Regions from separate parts of the Triticum aestivum genome. Here region 1 is linked to region 2. The links are chromatin contacts, called in public Hi-C maps. All regions are on one chromosome and are shown on one strand. The core of a region is the stretch at or near the end of the contact, and the rest is flanking DNA. Distances in the headings are between cores, read along the strand shown. Region 1 has its middle 63 kb from the start of LOC123094569. Region 2 holds the start of LOC123091306 (NAC domain-containing protein 71).

Region 1 (2,700 bases), core at 120-2,619, 170 kb after region 2:
CAAGTGTTTGTCTTCTAAGCAACACTCATCTATATGTCGACTTGTCTATGTCATCGATCGCTGGTGGGATGTGGACGGGTTCTTGGCAAGGTGCTGTGTACCGTGGAAAAGATCAATCATTCGAGTGTACATCACTGCACCCTTTTCCAATAATGCTTTGTTTTATAACCGTGTTAATAAGTTTGTTTCGTGGTCATTCGCCGCAACTTGCATTCGTGCCTGCAAATATTTTAGTGATCGCGTCTCAAGAAGGGCGGATTGATGTCAGAGTTTTTCTAGACATAAGTTTGCTGGAGTCCAGACTAGCATGATTTTCAGAATATTATTTTTTAAAATAATGGTTGAAACACCGCTTCATGTCCGGGGATGTAAGCTCTTATTTTGTTCGTTGATTGGTTAGGCTCAACAGCGATGAACTTACATTGTTACTTTTGAAGACGTTATCTCTTTGTTGATATGTTGGCCATTGGTGCTTGGTTTCGGCAAAAATCCTGTTTGTCTTTGGCCGGACGTGACGACAACGAGATGAGGACACTAAATCCTTCTTGAAGGTGTTGGTCCGGTAAAAATCAACTTAGTTGCGGGTGTTTATTTCATACCTTGTAATTGTTTAACCGTGATTATCTTCTTTACTCCACTTATTACTAATTAATAAAGGTGATTGTACGCATCACAATGATGCTGAGGCCGGATATTTAACCTAATTTTCAGAAAAGATCTACCAGCGTTCATATTTTGGCACTATTGCTAATACGGCGCTTGATTTGCACATACTCCGTCTGACTCTGAATTGGCTGAGCATGTGCTGACGCCGCATGGCTGTGAACGGCGCCGCAGCAGTCACGCTATCGCCCGGACCCCGTCGAATATATTTTTCATGTACATGAGCTAGGGGGTGAGATACGTGGGGAACCCCCGGAGTTTTTCATCTACGCGGGGAACCGCTCGGGTTTTTCATCTACGTTTCAGTTGGAATGTATAGTATACACTACACAACTGCGTGCATGGCTTGGCTCCCAGATTATCTTTTCTCAAAAAGACGCAGCACCCAGGTCTTGGTGACTGGAGCACGAGCATAAACAATGGCGCGTGACTCGAGTCTGACTCTGAATCGGGGTGCACTAGCGGCGGTGGAATCCGTTGACGGGACCGACGAGGGACCTTGGCGGCCAAGGCAGGAGCACCAAGATTCCAGCGAAGCCGCTGGTGCTAGGAAACAACACAGGGGAACCAGCCGGCGACAAAGCAGGATAAAGAAAGGCGGGATTATGTGGCGACGCGATCGCGATCGAGGGTCTACCTTAACAAGATGGGCGAGCATGTGGGCAACCTCGTTGCCGCGGCCGGGCGGCGACGAGGCGCGGCGTGCGCGCGGGGCCCACCACCCGCGATATGCCGTACGACTTGGGGCCGGGAGCTGTGTGAACCCAGAACCTTGGCATATGCGACGAGTGTAGCAAAATGGTGCTGTATCATATGCGGACTTACCTAGGAGCAGTGAACTTGACTGAACTTCAGAAAGCCTCGGAATTAGACTAGCCACAATGGTGAGTAATATACAGTAGTAACATACATATATCCCTAGACTATGCGATGAGTGGGTAGTAAAATAAGTGTGGTAACATGTAAAGCATCATTTATTAGGTTATAGACCCATATTGCATTGGGGCATGTGATGTTACAGTAACTAGCTAAGTTACTATAACTAGCTAAGTTACTATAACTATCTCTCTCCTCATTAACTCACTGCCACATAAGCAAATTTGCTGAGTTGAACTTGATGTTACTGCTGAAGTTACTCCCACTGTGGCTAGTCTGAAGGCAAGTTTGCGCAAGTGTAGAGGAAGCAGAGGTCTTGGCATGCCTCAATTTTCTTCATTTTTTTTCTACAATGCATTAACATGCCAAACATCATCGAGGCATAATGGGCATGTGGTCATCCAAGGCAATATTGGATGGCAACAGGTCTAATGGTCCATGCTTGCGGTGAACATGTCCATTTTTAAGAGTTCAAAGTAGTCAATACAGAAAACAAAGATCACAACCATAACCTGTTGGTAATAAGGTTACATGACACATGCGCATAACCTGTTAATGGCTCACCAGGCAAACCGGTTCAATAAATCGGGTGCTATTGTTTCCAAAAAGTTGCACCCAAAGATTATATGCTCCCGAACGTCCACATACTAAAGTAATGACCATGTAAGATTCATGTTGTAGCCTGTAGGCCTAAAGACGGCATGTTTCTTTAATATGTATTTGTTCTGTTAACGACGCAGTCGTTCCACCGATTTCAAATTGCCCACAACAAGGCACAAAGTATCTTCCACCCGAAAATGTCCCTTAAGTTTTGGTTGAGTAACCGTGTTACACATGTGGTAAGCAATCCAAACTATTGGAAGATAAAAAGGAGTATCGATTGAGCATATGTCAACCAATACCCAAGCAGATTTGGTATACGTGTAGGAGGTGGCTCGTACGCCAAATTAGAGTGGCAAACATGCAAGATAGAGAAAAGATGGTGAATTTGTTTCTTCTTGATCAGAAATGTTTTACAACCTCACCGGTTTCTTTTCACTAGATTATTTTTACAAAGATGAGGGGGTTGGAGGATGATGACGAGATTGTAGGTTCTGCAAGGCAGGGCAAGAATGTAAAGGACAAACACCCCCATAATTTTGCGGCTTGCCGCTCCCTCCT
Region 2 (2,700 bases), core at 98-2,597:
AGTTCGAGTCCCGGTCCGCCGACCCGGACCGGTCGAAGCAGAGCATCTCCGTGGCCGGCGGCGACGGCTGCTGGTAGAACCCGTAGTCGGACAGCTCGACCTTCATCGCTGGCCCAGCGTGGTACTGGCCTTGCCGCGGGATCTTGGCAGCCGGCGGCGGCGCCGGCTTAACGTCGGCGACGTCGGAGTCCGGCGTGTCGTACCGCTCGATGACGCCCTTCTTGTTGTAGATTCGGCAGAGCACCCAGTCATCCAGCTGCAAAGATCAGGAGGAGAAAAGTCTCAGCGACGGCGATAGATCGATCGAGCAAGATTTTTTATTTGAAAAGTAACTAAAGCTAGTGTACGTGTACGTGGACGGGAGATGGGGAGGGCGGGCGATGAGGCGGGCGCCGTTGTCTCCATCCCGTGGTGCGTGAGCCATGACGCCATGCGACCGCCGCAATTGCTTTCCGCACGTCGCTGCCAAACTACAGGCTGTGACGAAAGGGACAACTTGAGCGTGCTGCAACTTTGACCCTTTTCCCTTGTTCTTTTTCGCATGGCCACGACGCACCTAACCTGCCAATTGACTTTTCTAAAGCTAAAATACAGCTTGCTATTTCAAGAAAGATCTCTCGCTTGATTTCTATACTAAATGCACGGTAAATCTCTCGCTAATGCTAAAATAGGAAGGGATTAAACGAGACAGCCAAGCATCAGCGCAGACTGACAGAGAGGGGACGGGGGCGGTGGGCAGGCAGGCAAGGTGGTTACCCTGAGAGCGTTGTTGGACTTCTTGCGGGCGGCGGCGGAGCGGTCGACGTCGGCGAGGCGGTACTCGTGCATGATCCAGTTGGTCTTGACGCCCTTGGGGGGCTTGCCGGCGTAGAAGACGAGAGCCTTCTTGATGGCCACGGGGCGCGGCGACCCCACGGGCTTGTCGGCGCCCGTGGCCTTCCAGTACCCGGTCCCGGCGGCGCGGTTCGGCCGCGACCCGTTGGGGTACTTGCGGTCCCGCGGCGAGAAGAAGTACCACTCCTTGGAGTCCGGCCCGCCTCCCGCCGCCTTCTCCGGCAGCCTCCACGGCTCGAACTTGTACAGGTCGACCTCGGCGATCACCGGCGCGGCGATGGGCAGGCCGCCGCACTTGCGGCACAGGTAGTACATCACCAGCTCCTCGTCCGTGGGGTGGAACCTGAACCCCGGGGGCAGCTGGAGAGCGCCGTCGAAGCCGTAGTCCATTCGCGTCCGGTGAACGGGGGGTTGAGCTCGGAGGGAGCGCTCGGGAGATTGGTTATCAGTGAGGCGGCGGCTGGTTCGGCTGATCGGCGGCGGCGGCGGCTCGAGCTTGGGGGGGGGGGGGGAGATTTGGAATGGAACATAAGCTCGCCGTACCTGCCCGTATATATAGGCGGAGGTGCCGACGCGTGTCGACGGGCGGACGGGGAGGGCAAGATGTGACGCACGTGCAAGTTGGGAGAGGAGGGGGCTGGTTGACTGTAGGATTATAGGTCACGTGTCGATCATCGGACGGGCGACGAGACGTGTGAGCCGTCGGATGAAGGCGTGGGGCCAGAGGGGGAGCTCAATTGTCATGGATGACGTCAGCAGTTATGTCGCCGTCTGGGATGGCGAGGGAGCATCCGAGCCCGTGAGATATGACGAGGGCGGTCCGTAGTACTCCTGCCTGTGTGGTGGGGCCCAGGGTTAGGAAGGGAGGCATGTTGCGCGGGGCCCACGAGGTGCTTGCGCCCCTTGGGATAATTGTACGGGTCGTCGAGATTCCCATCGTCCACTTGGTCGATCTCTCAGCTCGTAGGGTAAAAAAAAAAAAAGTGTTTCGTTGCGGATTCCGCGGATTTCAAGTTTAAAACTTGCATCGATCGCCACCGTCGATGATATCTAGGCGCCTTGTGGTCAGCTTTTAGGGTAGGTTAAAATCGTCTTCTGATTGAAATCTGTATTGTCACGTACTCCTAGGCGACTAAGTGCCCGGTAGGTGTAGGTCCCTAGGGTAACTTTTTGGGCAAGTTTAATCTTTCTGCTTTTTTGTGCAATGGTAAATCTAATCTTTCGAAACAGATTTAAACCTCAGCGAGAAGATCGAAAGATATAAAGTAAATTAAAGACACACCCTAAAAAATAAAAAAAAATCTGACGATAATCGAAAGTACTCCACAAAGCACGTCAAGCATAATAAAAAAAATGTATTTTCACCCCTAACCTTAGGCAGCTAGGATAAACTCTCTCCTCCAAGCGTCACCGACGAGCCCGTGGATTCGCCTCTACCCTGCCAGCCGCTCTGGTTGCCGATGGCGGAGAGTAGAACTCCGGTGCCTCTGCTCCAGTGAGTAGTTAAATCAGTGTTTTTTTAGTCCCCGCACACGTGGCGTTTCAGGCGAATGGTGGCGCTTCTTCTTTCTTCCGGGCTCCTCCTTGAGTTCATCTGTGTAGATGCAGTCGACGAAAATACGGCATAGATTCCTGCCGTCTTCTTGGGGCGGCGAGTTTAAGGTTTCTCGTCCTGTCGCGAGATTTGGTGTCATGTGATTCGGATCTATTTAAGGGCTCAATGGCGACAAATGCGGCTCCAGGGCACTGCGCAGTAAGACTTCCGAACTGCCATCGACAAGGTCAAGCCAGCTCTAGTGAAGAGAGGCTAAAACGGCACGGCACGGGTCGTTCTGGTCGCAGTAGTGGCCGTTCAGTGGTTTCGGA

The links. Hi-C and Micro-C count contacts between places; a contact is called where the count stands out from the background.
Region 1: a contact with region 2 is called in a Hi-C map of an unstated tissue, with 6 times the contacts expected there. The contact joins the enhancer-like site here to the promoter of LOC123091306 in region 2. A contact is called at or near these places in 3 of 5 Hi-C or Micro-C datasets (leaf and an unstated tissue) and 1 of 1 datasets of contacts at active chromatin or transcription factors (leaf).

Annotation. Positions count from the first base shown.
Region 1 is chr4B:106,184,587-106,187,286 of IWGSC CS RefSeq v2.1, forward strand. No RefSeq gene overlaps it. Among protein-coding and RNA genes, the nearest start is that of LOC123094569, 63 kb to the right of the region's middle. Within about 2 kb of position 1,370, at least 3 of the 8 cell types and tissues checked have an H3K27ac peak or open chromatin away from gene starts, as enhancers often do. A contact at or near this core is called in leaf, where this site is marked.
Region 2 is chr4B:106,012,581-106,015,280 of IWGSC CS RefSeq v2.1, forward strand. It overlaps LOC123091306 (NAC domain-containing protein 71), which reads right to left and starts at 1,348. Exons shown (of 2, transcript XM_044512782.1): 1 at 757-1,348; 2 at 1-256. The coding sequence starts at 1,224.